Regions from separate parts of the Oryctolagus cuniculus genome. Here region 2 is linked to region 1. Evidence: chromatin contacts called from public Hi-C data. All regions are on one chromosome and are shown on one strand. Each heading gives the region's core, a stretch centred on a gene start, on an enhancer-like site or on the middle of the called end of the contact. The rest is flanking DNA. Distances are from core to core; before and after follow the strand shown.

The links. A called contact is a pair of places that touch in the nucleus more often than the background predicts.
Region 2: a Hi-C map of an unstated tissue shows a contact between it and region 1, with 1.7 times the contacts expected there. The contact joins the promoter of MTIF2 here to the promoter of CFAP36 in region 1. A contact is called at or near these places in 2 of 6 Hi-C or Micro-C datasets (ear pinna and an unstated tissue).

Annotation. Positions count from the first base shown.
Region 1 is chr2:147,079,870-147,087,712 of mOryCun1.1, reverse strand. CFAP36 (cilia and flagella associated protein 36) reads left to right here and starts at 5,197. Exons shown (of 10, transcript XM_002709861.4): 1 at 5,197-5,553. The coding sequence starts at 5,439.
Region 2 is chr2:147,310,672-147,318,514 of mOryCun1.1, reverse strand. MTIF2 (mitochondrial translational initiation factor 2) reads right to left here and starts at 3,591. Exons shown (of 16, transcript XM_070069096.1): 1 at 3,459-3,591. LOC100358851 (prolyl-tRNA synthetase associated domain-containing protein 1) reads left to right here and starts at 3,574. Exons shown (of 2, transcript XM_002709705.5): 1 at 3,574-3,719; 2 at 5,405-5,869. The coding sequence starts at 3,636. The coding sequence ends at 5,839.

The DNA of each region.
Region 1 (7,843 bases), core at 3,948-6,447:
CCGCATGGGAGACCGGGAGGAAGCACCTGGTAGTGGCCATTTCGGGGGTGAACCAACAGAAGGAAGACCTTTCTCTCTTTCTAACTTTGCCTGAAAAAAAAAAAAAAAAAAAAAAAGGTGGGATGGAGCCAGTAAAGCCACCGCCTTAGATGCCGGCATCCCATATAGGTGCTAGTTCATGTTCCAGCTGCTTCACTTCTGATCCAGCTCCCTGCTAATGGCCTGGGAAAGCAGCGGAGGATGGCTCAAGTTCTTGGGTCCCTGTACCCACATGGGAGACCCGGATGAAGCTCCTGGCTTCTGGCTTCTGCCTGGCCCAGGTCTGGCCATTGTGGCCATCTGGGGAATGAACCAGTGGATGAAAGATCCCTCTCTCTCTCTCTCTCTCTCTGTCCTTCTGTCTCCCCTCTGTCTCTGTAACTCATTCAAATAAATAAATAAATCCTTTAAAAAGAACTTTAAAAGAAAACAAAAGAAGGGAAAGCCTCCAGGGAAATTGAAAAGCTCTGGAAAGACTCTAGTGCCCAGTACTGTGGAATGCAGTTAGATAGTATTTTTACAGCCTCCTCCTTCTGGTCTCTCACTTGGATGTCAGTGGTTAAAATACTTGAAATATCACCTGCTGCTTTCCCAGGTGCATTAGCAGTGAGCTGGATCAGAAGTGGAGTAGCTAGGACTCCAACCAGTGCTTATATGGGATGCTGGCATTGCAGGCAACAGTTTGACCCACTATATCACAATGCCATTACCATAATGTATCATTTTTAACTTAGCAGATGTCCAAGATACTTCCTTTTGCTTTTTTTTAAAGATGTATTTGAAAGTCAGAGTTACACAGAGACACAGACACACACACACACACACACACACAGCTCTTCCATTCGCTGGTTCACTCCCTAAATGGCCACAGTGGCCAGGGTTGGGCCAGGCTGAAGCCAGGAGCCAGGAGCTTCATCTGGGTTTCTGACATGGGTAACAGGGGCCCAAGCACTTGGGCCATCTTCTGCTGCTTTCCCCAGGTCACTAGCAGGGAGTTGGATCAGAAATAGAACAGTCAGCCAACACTGGAGGCAGTGGCTTTACTCACTGTACCACAAATGCCATCCCCTGTCAAAGATATTTTTAAAAATCTGTTCAGTAATTTTCCCATGAAGAATTTATTCAGAGGAAACAATGAGAACGTGTTTCAGGAACATATGTACAAGTGCATTCATTACATAGTTGTCTATGGGCTTAATACAATGAAGTAACGTTATGTCTGGCAAAAAAGGACATGATCAAAGTATGATTGCCATACAATTTCCCTTAGATTCACAGTACTTAAAGAGGGGGTAAGTAATGTGAACAAATTTCACAGAAAACACACTCAACACATGAGGGATATTCACCACATAGTGAGTGAGTTCCAAAATTATTTTTTTAAAGATGTGCTTATTTATTTGGAGGGGAGAGAGAGAGAGAGAGAGAGAGAGAGAGAGAGAGAAACCTTCCAAACTTGGGTTTACTCCCCAAGTGGCCACAACAGCAGGAGCTGGGCCAGGCTGAAGTGAGGAGCCAGGAAATTCATCTGGGTCTCCCAAGTGGGTGCACCTGCCCAAGCACTTGGGCCATCTTCTGCTGCCTTCCCAAAAGCAATAGCAGGGAGTTGGATCAGAAGTAGAACAGCCAGGACTTGAACTGGTATCCACATGGGACACCAGTACCACAGGCAGAGGCTTAACCTGAGGCACAGCGCTGGCACCAAGGTTCAAAATTATTAAAGTCCACTAGCTCAATTAGGGTGGAAGTAGGCCTCTGTAGAAGATAGTCTAATTAAAGTTTCAGCTGTACCTTTGCATCAGTGATTTTTGGTAGAATCTGGCTTGACATCCACAGCAGACACCCAGTGAGCGTTGGTGAACTTCCTCCATGCTAATGAGCGGCACCAGTGTGGAGATGCCAGGCTTGCAAGCTTCCAGGCCTGGCCTCTCTGCAGCCTGGGTACTTAGTGTGTGGAAAAGGAGCTGACAGAATGCAGGGTGTTATAGCATATGTTTGCAGGTGCTTCTTCCCGGTCTTCTGTGGGGGTGCAGGGGCCCAAGCACTTGGGCCATCCTCCACTGCCCTCCCAGGCCACAGCAGAGAGCTGGACTGGAAGACGAGTAACCGGGACTAGAACCGGTGCCCATATGGGATGCCAGCACCGCAGGCAGATGATTAACCAAGTGAGCCACAGCACTGGCCCCGAGTTTACATGTATTTTTAATGAAGGCAAGGAGGCAGCTAGCAAGCAGAGCTGACATCACCAGCCCCTAGCTGCAGTCCAGCTTGTGCTGTAGCCCCACTGGCACCAGCCAACCACTTCCCATTTCTAAGCAGCAGAAAATTGAGGGGTCCTTGAAACTGCTGGTTTGAACCAGCTGCGGCCCAAAATAACCAACATGGTTGCAGCTGGAGACTTCATTCCAGCAACAACCTTTAGCTGCTTGTAATGTCTTTATAATAAAATTACCATGGCTGACACTTCTACTCCTATTATGGACCTGATATCATCACACTTCTGAGCTTTCCAAAAAGAGCAAGTAAATGGGTAAAACCTCAAGGTCTGCCCCCAAATCTGCCCCCTTTAAATATTCAATTTAACCATGCCCCAGACACCACCCTCTATGCCTCCAGATCACTTCCGGGGTGGACCCAAACCTCACTGAGTGCAGCTTATTCCAGTGTGCCCACTCTCCCTCTTGAGTGTGTACCTTTGCTTTGCATGCAAATCATCTTGTTTCTCTTGATCTTTACCTATGTCTTATCCTCAAATTCTTACATTGGACAGAACCTGGACCCAGTTATCTGACAATTTTGCAGTCCAGGAGTTAGGGCAAGTCACACATGGCAGCTACCAATAAAGTTATAACATTTCTGAGTACAGGAGGAATTCACTCCAAGTTCTCATGTATGGGATCAGAGATGATGTGCATTCTTAATTAAAAAGTTAAATCAGAAAAAAGACATAAACTCCAAAACAAAAATATCATGCAGTAAACTGTTTGGAATTGGAAGACAGGGAAAGTTGAACTTTCAAGACGGACCTTAAGTGGGAAATGGGCCTAAAGCTCAAAACAGAGTTCAGCTGCTATTTGCTGGCTTGCCGTTACACATTTACTCTGTTATGCTCTGTGTTTGTGGTCTGTGCCTAGGCACGTTCCTGATTCAACTGCTGAGATGGACAGCCCCCAAAAGTCCCATTTTTGCCATCCAGGCCTGACCATGAACTGAGGTCACTTTTGAGTATGAAGCCATCAGGTTACAGTGCTATCTCTGAAGCTAGCATCCCTCATCTGTATAGTAGGCCTGGATAGGAACCTGAGCAGGAACCTTATATATAACCTTTTGATCATTCTGAGCCTAAAGGCTCCTTCTCTTCCCTTGGTTGCAGACTTTTTTGTAAGTCAGAATTACAGAGAGAGACAAAGGGAGGGAGGGAGGGAGAGAGAGAGAGAGAGTCCATCTGCTGCTTCATTTCCCAAATGGCCACAATGGCTGGGAATGGAAACCAGGAGCCAGAAGCTTCTTCCAGGTCTCCCACATGGGTGCAGGGGCCCAAGGACTTTAGCCATCCTCTGCTGCTTTCCCAAATATATTAGCAGGGGGCTGCATTGGAAGTGGAGCAGCTGGGACTCCAAGTGGCACTTATATGGGATGCTGGCATTTAAGACTTTGGCAGTGCTAGCCCTAGACTGTTTTCTGAAGTCTCTTTATCCTAAATTCTTTTCTAGTGGATTTTGCTGACAGAATCATTTGAAAGCTATGTAGGAATAATCAAATCTAGTAGTTAACGATGGTCAAATAAATCAAGGTATACATTCTTTCATTTAGCAATTGTATTAAAATCTTTCCGGTGGAATAACAAATAAACCCAGCAGTTCGTGGGGCTGGCAATGTGGCTCAGTGGATTAAGACATTTCTTGCAATGCCTTCTTCCCATATGAGCACTGATTAGGGGAGTCCTGGCTGCTCCACTTCCAATCCAGCTCCCTGCTAATGTGCCTGGGAAAGCAGCAGATGACGGTCCAAGTACTTGGGCCCCTGCCTTCAGATGGGAGACCCAGATGGAATTTCAGGCTCCTGACTTCAACTTGGCTCAGCCCCAGCCATTGGAACCATTTGGGGATTAAATCAGTAGATGGAAGATCTCTCTCTCTCTAACTCTGCCTTTCAAAAAAAAAAAAAAAAAAAAATACTTTAAAAAGCCCAGCAGAGAGCTGGACTGGAAGAGGAGCAACCGGGACAGGATCTGGCACCCTGACTGGGACTAGAACACATGCATGTTTATTTCAGCAGTCTGCAGAAGCAAACAATGGTTGAATACTTAATAGCACTCCCAAACCATACAGGCAAAACAAGAAAAAAATTGCACACTAATGATCATATTTATGCATCCAAGTAAGATATATGTGCATACAAACATTTTGAAATAAAAATAGACTAAAGAGTGGTTTATAGAATACTTCGCATCTATAAGGGAAGCACTTTTTCTTATTTGAAAAGATGAAAACATACTAAGTGAAAAAGGTTTCATACTTGTACATAAGCCTATAAGGACTCCATTCACGGAACCATGTTGTATGAAGATATCCCAGGACTCCGAGAACCTTGATGATGACCTTTGAAGACTCATTCCACAATAGATCACAACCTGGAAACTGAGTTGGAATTATTTGATGTAAGATGAATATTAACTTCGATTTTACCCTTGAAAAGCTAATTGTAGTTATGTCCATTTGTGCTTGAACTTTTAAAGACCTGTCTGGAGCTACAGGAAGCAAATTGGCCGCAGAGCCTAACAGCAAGTCTTACAGAGCTTTGGTCAGCTTTGTATTTTCAGACAACCCTTCAATTACAAAGGCTTCTGGGTCAGCGATTCTCAGTGTTTGGGACTGAGGGGCTGGGATACAACGACGAAATGAAGTCTTTGAGGCCTTCTGTCGACTCTGTGGTCCCTCACTCCGCCATTTCTAAGGCTTGGCTCCCAGGGACTTCCCAGGAGGGAACACACAGATTCCTACCAGGGTCTCCAGCCAAAAGCTGCCTATACTTCTACTCTCGGCCTTAGCAACTCCGAACCAATGGGTGGAGAGGTATCTTCTGATACGCTGCTGTTGTTTTCCAACCAATCGGAAACGTTCTTCTAACGCTCTCCCCGCCCCCGTTCCCCCCCCCCCCCCGCCTCCTTTGAGAAGCGCAGACTCCAGGGAAGCCAGCTTCACTTCCGGGCCGCAGCCTGGGGCGGCTACGCACGTTGCCATAGCGACCGTTTTACGTTAACTGGTTTGTAGCTTAGATCCAGGTATCTGGGCGACCGCGGGGCCAGCTCTTCCGCTCCTCGCTGCTCCCTGTAGCCAGGAGGCCCCAGCAGGCTCCAGCGGCCTGGCCTAGGGATCCGCGTCGCCCAGAAGGGCGGTATGTCTGCGGAAAAAGACGACGAGGTGGAATGGGTGGTGGAGAGCATCGCGGGGTTCCTCCGAGGCCCGGACTGGTCCATCCCCATCTTGGACTTCGTGGAGCAGAAATGTGAAGGTAATTACCAGAGCTCGCGCCGACGTCCTTCCTCGCCTCCCTCACACCGGCCCTTGGCCGGGAGGTGGTCTCCACTCCTGTCGGCCGTGTTTAGCGCTGGTTGTGCGGGAGCAGTTGCTTTCACCCCGCCGGTGTTTTCCCTCGCAGACCTGAAAATGCAGTCTGAGATTCCCCTCTCCCTGAGCCCAGGCGCACGCCGAAAAACGTTAAGACTTTAATCCTGTGTTCTGTCTTTCACCCTACCCTGCTCGTCCCTGCCCCGGGCACGTGTACTTTTGGGGTGGGCTTTTTCAACAGCTGTTCTGGTGGCTCGGGAGGGGACGCGTCATTTTACCTCTAGGTTCCTTCATATTGCTAGTTAGCATTTGGTCCGTGTGCAGCCAGCCTAGGAGATGAGAAATGATTCACCCGAGATCGATGAGCAACGGAGAGCATGTGACCATTCAGCAAAACGTCTGTTTCCCTTGTTGAATTCTCCAAATCTCGGTTGTCTCCCAAATGGAGAGGGGTGCGCTTCTGCCCAGTGAGGCTTACAGACGTGGCATAATATTCGCGGTGGTGTGCGGGCTAAGTTTCTAATCAGCTCATGCTTAGAGTTCTATAATCAGTTCTTGGAGACTGGTTGGTGCCCATTCATAGAAAAGGAACCAGAAACCGTGTCTTAGGGGTGAGTACACACACAGCCATTATTGTGGTTGTTCAGCTGCGCAAGACTTTGAGAGCTGTGATATCTGTCAGTCATTTGAACATTTGTATTACGTTAGAGAGATTAGACTTGTTTTGTAAGGTTCGGTGGACTAGAGTTAGAGTCGCCGAGTACAAGACATAGGGGAACCGATTTCTGTGAAGGAAGGTTTGCTTCCTAACAGAATGTATTCTTCTTACTCAGAAGGTAATGGGTTTCTCGGGCACCAGCAGGTTTTGAATGGATCTGACATTGACTTAAGTTGTTAGAGGGGTTGCAACTATCAAATGATTAGTTATCTTGGATGTCCTTTTCAGATTTCTTTCAAACCCAAGATTCTATGAATCTGGTAAAGATGAAATTTTGTTTGGCCACTGATTTTTTAATCACATTCTTATTTGCCATAATAAAAATAAAAATAGCAGTTTTTAAGTGTTGTGTTTTTAAATTTTTATTTATTTGGACCGGCGCAGTGGCTCACTAGGCTAATCCTCTGCCTGCGGCGCTGGCACACCAGATTCTAGTCCCTGTCATGGTGCCGGATCCTGTCCCGGTTGCTCCTCTTCCAGTCCAGCTCTCTGCTGTGGCCCAGACGGCAGTGGAGGATGGCCCAAGTCCTTGGGCCCTGCACACCCACATGGGAGACCAGGAGAAGCACCTGGCTCCTGGCTTCGGATCCAGTGCAGTGCGCTGGCCGAGCGGCCATTGGGGTGTGAACCAACAGAAAAGGAAGACCTTTCTCTCTGTCTCTCTCTTTCACTGTCCACTCTGCCTGTAAAAAAAAAAAAAATTTATTTATTTGAGAACGAGGGAAGGAGAGAGAGAGAGAACATGAGAACCTGCTCCTATCTGCTCCCTAAAGGCCTGCAATGACCAGTACTGGATTGGACCAGGCCTGAGCCAGGAACTGGAGATTCAACCCATGTCTCCCACCTGGGTGGTAGAAACCCAACTTACTGGAGTCATCACTGCTGCTTCCCGTGGTCTACATCAGCAGGAGGCTGCAGTGGAGCATTGAATCCAGGCACTTAGAGGTGGGATGCAGGCATCTTAATTGCTAGGCTGATCACCTGCTCCCTAACTGTTGATTTTCACAGGTAGTTTTAAGAGGTTTTGAAAACAAAATAATTTTATTTGTACTCCTTTTAAAAATTTGAAATTATAAGACACTGAAAGGGGCCGGCGCTGTGGCCTAGTGGGTAAAGCCGCTGCTTGCAGTGCTGGCATCCCATATGGGTGCCGGTTCGAGTCCTGGCTGCTCCACTTGTGATCCAGCTCTCTGCTATGGCCTGGGAAAGCAGTAGAAGATGGCCCAAGTCCTTGGGCCCCTGTACCCGCATGGGAGACCTGGAAGAAGTTCCTGGCTCCTGGCTTTGGATCGGCGCAGCTCTGGCTGTTGCTGCCATCTGGGGAATGAACCAGCAGATGGAAGACCTCTCTCTCTCTCTCTCTGCCTCTCCTATCTCTGTGTAATTCTTTCAAATAAATAAATAAATCTTTAAAAACAATTAAAAAATAGACACTGATAATGCACCTAGAATTCCAGTATCCTTTAAAATAACAAAAAAAAATTATATCACTTGTTATTGCTGTTTGTCCCACTGA
Region 2 (7,843 bases), core at 2,342-4,841, 230 kb before region 1:
CCCATCTCCTACTCCCTTTCCCATCCCATTCTTCATTAAGATTCATTTTTAATTATCTTTATATACAGATCAACTTAGTATATACTAAGTAAAGATTTCAACAGTTTGCATCCACACAGACACACAAAGTATGAAGTACTATTTGAATACTAGTTTTACCATTAATTCACATAGCACAACACATTAAGGACAGAGATTTTACATGGGGAGTAAGTGCACAGTGACTCCCGTTGTTGATTTAACAATTGACACTCTTATTTATGACCGAGGCTCTTGTCGTGAGCTGCCAAGGATATGGAAGCCTCTTGAGTTCACAAACTCCGACCTTATCTAGACAAGGCCATAATCAAATTGTAAGTTCTCTCCTCCCTTCAGAGAAAGGTACCTCCTTCTTTGATGGTCTATGGGTCTTTAGAAGCCAGTTTCCCTGGAGTGGAGCTAGGGAAAGAAGATGCTAACACTAATTAGGGGGTTGGGGTTTTTGTAGTTGTTGTTGTTTAGATTTATTTTTATTTATTTGAAAGTTATGGGGGTGGGGAGAGAGAGAGAGGGAAGGATGAGAAATAGAGAGAGAGGAGAGAGAGATATCTTCCATCCTCTGGTTCACTCCCCAGGTCTGGGCTAGGCCAAAGCCAGGAGCCAGGAGCTTCCTCTGGGTCTCCCACATGGGTACAGAGGCCCAGCACTTCGGCCATCCTCCGGTGTTTTCCCAGGTGCATTGGCAGGGAGCTGGATGGGAAGTGGAGCAGCCAAGACTCAAACCAGCAAACACATGGGATACAAGTGTTGTAGGCGATGGTTTAACCCACTGTGCCACGTGCCAGCCCTGATGCAAAATTGGAGACGTATTATCTTTACTAATGTAAAAATTTTCCCATTTACTAATTTGTGAGTATGTCTTCATGTCCTTAAGTACTGAGAACATATAATTCCTTAAGATTATTTCACTTAATTTATTTAACGTGTCCTTTTATGGTTGAGCATTCCTGGATTCTTAGCATAGCATATCAGATCCTTTGTATCCAGCCCTAGTTTTATCTCCTGCAGTCTGGCCTCTTACCCTGCTCCACTTTGGCATCACATCACAATGCTTTCTCTCCTCCATCCTGCAATTCCTGAAGTTTCCTAAGATGGATACTGTTTTTTCTGTTTTTTGTTGTTTTTAGCAAGCTCCTATCCTTCAAACTGCATTTGTTGATACCTTTCCTGATGCAACTCCCTTGAAGTGGCCCTCCTCTAGCCAGCATTGCACTGGGCACATTTCTTGTGTGAATACTTCACTCTTGTTTGCTAGCATTTAAGGTCTTTAAGGGCAGATGCCATAGGCAGGCACTTCAAGAACTTATAAAAAATAAAAGATATGTTTATTTTGCTTCAGAAATTTTGAAATCCACATATATAGTCTTCTCATAATACACATTTTTCATGAAGTTTTTTGAAGACATTTCACATTTTTGACACCAAAAAAATTTGAATTCCATTTTCACAAACATTTTGAAGTACCTTTGTATTTTGAAAGCATGGCACATGTAGATGATCCACACAGCATACCTGGTAAATAGAGATGGTTCAAATTATTTGTTGAGGGCCTGCATTTTGGCCCAATGGGTTAAACTGTCACCTGCAAAGTTGGCATCCCATATGAACAAGCACCGGTTCCAGTCCCAGCTGCTCCACTTCTGATCCAACTCCCTGTTAATGCACCTGGGAAGGCAGAAGACAGCTCAAGTACTTGGGTCCCTGCACCCATGTGGGAGGCCAGGATGGAGTTCCTGGATTCTGGCTTCAGCCTGGCCCAGCCCTGGCTGTTGTGGCTAATGCACCTAGGAAAGCAGCAGAAGATGACCAAGTGTTTGATTCCTGCACCCACATGAGAGACTCGGATGAAGCTCCTGGCTCCTGGCTTTGGCCTGGCTCAGCCCTGGTGGTTGCACCACCTGGGAGTGTACCAGTGGATGGAAGATCTCTGTCTCTCCCTCTCTCTCTGTAGTTCTGCCTTTCAAATATATAAATAAATATATTTTTTAAAAAGCCTCTTGGTACAGGATACTTGGTCGTTCAGTCACAAGCAGACTAAAATTAAGATCATTAGCAAAAGTCAGGAGTAAAATGGTAACAGTTTGGGCTGGCGCCATCTAGCTCTCTTCTATGGCCTGGGAAAGCAGTAGAAGACGGCCCAAGCCCTTGGGCCCCTGCACCTGTGTGGGTGATCCGGAAGAAGCTCCTGGCTCCTGGCTTCAGAAGGGCACAGCTCCGGCCGTTGCAGCCAATTGGGGAGTGAACCATCGAATGGAAGACTTCTCTCTCTGCCTCTCCTCTGTGTAACTCTGAGTTTCAAATAAAAACAAATCTTTCCAAAAAAAAAAAAAGCTATTTGGAGGATATATGACAAATAAAAGGGACATGACTTGATATGAACTGCTCATAGCTAGCATTGTGAAAGCCATTAATTTTCAGTGGATAATTGAGCCAAGACATGAACAAAGGTTAAGTCACAAATGAGGAAACAGTAAACATGGAAAAATGTCTAGGCCCCTGATTATCAGACAAATGCATACTAAGCCCATGCCCACATGGGATGCCATTGTCCCAGGAAGTGGCTTAAGCTGCATCACAATGCTGGTCCCTATTTTTATTTTTTAAAGTTTATTTGAAAGGTAGAAATAGACATAGATCTTCCATCTGCTGGTTCATTCCTTGAGTGGCCACAACACCCCCTCCATCACGCCTCCCACATGGTGGCAGAGGCCCCAAGCCCTTTGGGTCATCTGCTGCTGCTTTCCTAGGTGCCTTAGCAGGGAGCTGGATCAGAAGTGGAGTAGCCAGGACTCCTAACTGGTGATTTGTGACGCCTGTGCAGCAGGCGGTGGCTTAATCCGCTGTGCCACAATGCTAGCCCTAAATCCTGCCCTTCAGGGAACAATTCTGGGTGAAACTGTGCAGTCAACTCTGAATTCGTCCTTTCAGCCTTCTCCAAGGTGGCCGGCAGGTCAGGATTCGGATCCTCCGCTGAGTATTGGCTTTCTTCTCCAGGCTTTCAGTTTGCATCCCAGAAATGCATCCCACTCACTCACGCAGTTAGATGTATGTCCTCAGGTTTATCTACGTGTTACCTGGGATTTGAGCCTTCCTGAACTTCTTCAGTGAAACCCTAACGTGGAATTTCCGGTCCCACTCCTATGGTGAGCTAGGGTTTCCCAGAATAGCTGGATACACGCTACCAAGAGGTAGTCATAAAACCCTGGGACAAGGTGAGTCATGGTTGGCACAGCTAATTAACAAAAACAGTCAGAAAAGGTAGAATTATAATTTAGCAGTGACACTTGAAAAGCCTTAGAACGACAGGCATTTTGGCTCCCTCCACGCGTGGCTGTTTTATTTGCTGATCTAGGAAACCTGAGGCGGGGTCAGGGCTGTGAGGAAGCAGGTGCCTCCTTCCAGTAGGAAGCACGGCTTACCTGCTCCCTCGGCGGAAGAGCTTCAGGGACGCGCTGAGCAAAGTGCGGGAGGACGGCGCGGGCGCGGTTTCCGCCGCCGGCCAAGCTCCCGCCAGGCACTTCCGCCTCTGGGCTCCGTCTGCGTGGCCACGGCAGGCCGCGCCCGCTTCCCTCGCTGCGCGCCACGGCGACACGAGTATGGCGGGCACTGACTTGCGGGCGGCTCTTGAGCAGCGACTCCGTGCCCTGGACATCCGCACCGAGATCGTGGAGCACCCCGAGGTGAGGCTCCCGCCTTAGGAGTGTTTGCCGGCGCAGTCCCGGTAGGGCGCGGTGGGCTGCACCACTCGGTGCCTGGGGCGGGGACGCTAAGACCGGGTGTCCGAGAGGCAATTGTATGGTATCTGGCAGAACATTTCCCGGGTTCCAGAGCGCGAAAGGGACCCATAGGAACAGCGGAGGCCTCTCCACTTGGTATTGGGAGATGGTGACTTGTTTTCCTCTTGGAATGATTTGGTCTCGTTCCATATTGAGAGCTAGTGCAGCATTGAGAACGTGTGCAATTGGTGTTGGATGTGACTCTGTACATAAATTAAGTCACCGACCAGTATACTGCCAGTCAGCGGCTACCAACATTCAGGAACAGCGGAGCCCCAAGATGGGGTATTTTGCTGCCTTGGTTAGTTTGATCACAAAGCTTACCCCTACCTTTGCAGCTAGGCAAAAATGACATTACCCCAGTGGTTACAGAAATGTAAACTTTTCATAAAATTTATACATAAATTTTTATGTTTTCACATGGCTTATTGCATTGATGTGAAGACTTGTTTGGAAACATTTAAAACAACCAGTGTTAACTTGAGTGGTGCAAGAAGTTTACTCTAGGCTTGAGTGACAGTTTCAGGAGGCCAACATATGATCCTGAGTAGGTTCATCAGTTACAAAGGACAGCTGCATCCCTTATCTCCATTCCAGCTCCCTAAAGCACGAGCCAGGAGGCGGCAGGCTATGGCTCAACTACCTGGGTCTCTGTCACGTGTAAGACCCGAATAGAGTCCCTGGCTTTTGCCTGGCCCAGCCCCGGCTGTTTGGGTTTTCAGAGAATGAACCAGTGCATGTGAAGAGTTCTCTTTGTCTTTCAAATAGATTAAAAACAAGCAAACAAAACCAAAAAGTAGAGAAGTGCTTTAAAACTTACTATTCCTGGGCTCATATTGTGGTGCGGTGGGCATCCCTTAGGGGCTGCACTTAGTCACAGCTACTCCATTGCAGCTCTCCACTAATGTGCAGGTAAGGCAGTAGATAACTCAAGTTCCTGGGTCCCTGCGGTCCATGTGGAGTCGGGGTTCAAGGCTCCTGACTGGCCTGGTGTAGCCCAGGCCCTTGTGGCTATTTGGGTAACCTGCAGATGGAAGATCTCTTTTCCTAACTCTGCCTTTCAAATAAATATATATTTTTTAAAGTTAGTATTCCTCACCTTTACAGAATGCTGCACATCAAAATGGTTTTCTTTGATCTTCCTCCATCCCACATGGCCACTCACTCTTCCCTCTACCTGTGCATGTTGCCAACTTTTTTGATATTCTGTATCTATCACTGCAGAGTCTTGGTTACATATTTGGAGATGTTGTTACCTAGTCTGGATGTATTGAAATGCTACGGAACAGGAGTGGCGGGCTTCTTATATTTTCATAACTCTAAGTCTAAAGTTAAAAACAAAAAGCTTCTTAGGAATTTAAGGGCATGGCAACAACAGAGTAGAAAATTGGCCTAGGAGAAACTGACTGAGGTTATCCAATGAGTAACTGAAGTAACAAGGGCTTAAAGTTATTTTATAATGGTATAGAAATGGGTTTCTACTGGTGAAATTCAGGGCAATGAATACTGTTTTCACCCAGCAAGAAAAACACTTATGTGTATCATGTTAGTTTATTTTTTTTAACTTTTGCTTATGTGATATTTTATAGGTGTTTACAGTTGAAGAAATGATGCCTCATGTCCAGCATTTGAAAGGAGCACACAGTAAGAACTTATTTCTTAAAGATAAAAAGAAAAAAAACCACTGGCTGGTGACAGTTCTTCATGACAGACAAATTAATTTAAATGATCTTGCTAAGCAGTTGGGTGTTGGAAGTGGAAATCTGCGGTTTGCTGATGAAACAGCGATGCTAGAAAAATTGAAAGTTGGCCAAGGTTGTGCCACACCCTTGGCACTCTTCTGTGATGATGGAGATGTGAAATTTGTTCTGGATTCTGCTTTTCTGGAAGGTGGACATGAAAAAGTCTACTTTCATCCAATGACCAATGCTGCAACCATGGGATTAAGCCCTCAAGACTTTCTCACATTTGTGAAGAATACAGGACATGATCCCATAATACTAAATTTTGATAAAAACAACTAAGCTGACTTTAGAATAAATTGATTTCTGAAAGCTGTTTTTCTTACTTGTGATTTATAAAAAGCATTGAAAGTGATCAAGGAGTCCCCTTGGGGTTTGGTGATGACGACATCATATTAGGAGGTATTCCATCTTGAAAGAGCTCTTTTTAAGAAGTTGCACTGGGGCTGGTGTTGCGGCACAACGTGTTAAACTGCTGATGTGATGCCAGCATCCCATGTTTGAGTCCCGGTTGTTCTGCTGCTGATCCAGCTCTCTGCTAATGTGCCTGGGGAAGCCATGGAAGATGGCCCAAGTACTTGGGCCTCTACCACCTGTGGGAGACAGATGGAGTTTTGGCCTTCTGCCCTTAGCCTGGCCCAGCCTCAACCGTTGGGGCCAACCAGCAGATGGAAGATCTCTGTCTCTCTTTATCTCTGTCACTCTCCCCTTGAAATAAATCCTTTTTTTTTTCTTTTTTTAAAAAAGATATACTGAGGTAGTTATGGTTCGCTCTCTGTTTCTGTTCCCCATCTCCTGTGACAACTACTTGTACAAGAATGCCTTTAACAATTAACTAGCTTAAATATTTAGGATGTTTATTATACTTAAAAAAGTTACAAAACAGTATGTATAAAATTATACATGATAGTGTACATTACACAAGTGAAAAAAAATCAGAAATATATAGCAATATATGCTTATTTTTGGGAAATGAATAAGGAGTAAGAATTCCCCAGCAAGTTAATGCAAACAAACATGGGGCCATAGGGTGAAAACTTTCCATTGCTGGGCATTTGTTATTTAACCATTGTTGGTTTTTGTTTCCAGTGAAAAATAAGTAACTTCCTATGAAAAATATATCTTTACAAAGTTTTAATCTAGAAAAACTAGAGATGAAAAATGTTATGCCACAATCATACCATTAAAATCACATTTTAAAACTCACTATCAGATATACTTTATGCCATTAAAATGAATGTTTAGTCTTTGTTCAGAAGTTAGAAATGTGAACACACTCATGTACAATTTTCTTCTATCTAGGCTATTCTACTATCCTGTTTCTAGAGTAATTGTACTCATACCATTTCAATTATGGCATCTGAAACAGTATTAGGAGAATGTAGAGTCAGCTGCCACACAGAAGAGAGTTTAGAAACTGAAAAAATAAGGCATTTTTTCACCTTATTCAGATTCAAGCAAACTCTTCATTAGTTGGAAGATCTGACAGAGGTTAGACTAAAAATTCTTCTTGTGGTCACAAAAATTGTCATTTTATTTTGGTATAATCACATGGGTTTTAATGGAGAAGAATTAAACTTGCCTGTTTTGATAATCCAAAGAATAATTAACATCTAGTAGCAATACTGTAGTTTGTAACAACTTGTATTACTAACACATTACTTTTTCCTAAGGTTCCATGTTAGTTTTTAGCTACTGTGTGTTGTACCTTTAAGACAGAGGCAATTTTTGACTGCCTTGCATATAAAATGAAGGAAAACATGATAGAAACTGGGAGGTTACATATCTGGCCTAACTCATGGTATAAAGAGGCCTAGAATCTTACCTAAAGCTTTATGGCCATATACCTCTCAAGTCTTTAATTAGCAGAATATAAGATTTGTACAGCTTTTTATACTAGTTCTCCCTAATCTGTGGTTTTGCTTTCTGCAGTGTCAGTTACACAGGGTTAACCTCAGTCTGAAAATACTAAGTGGGAAACACCAGAAATAAGCAACTTGTTTAAGTTTTAAATTGCGCACTGTTCTGAGGAGTGATGAAATCTCCTACCATCCTACGCCTTTCCACTTTGAAAATCATCCGTGTGTCCAGTAGATCTGCTACATACACCCCCCTGCCTGTTAGTCACTCAGGCATCTTGGTTATTAGATTAGCTGTCATATGGCAGTGCTTCTGTTCAGTAACAACAGTAGCCTAATGCTGTGTCACAAATTCACCTCTCTCCATCTCATCATGAAGGTACTGTCTGATCTCCACATCACAAGAAGGGTGAGTACTGTACAATAA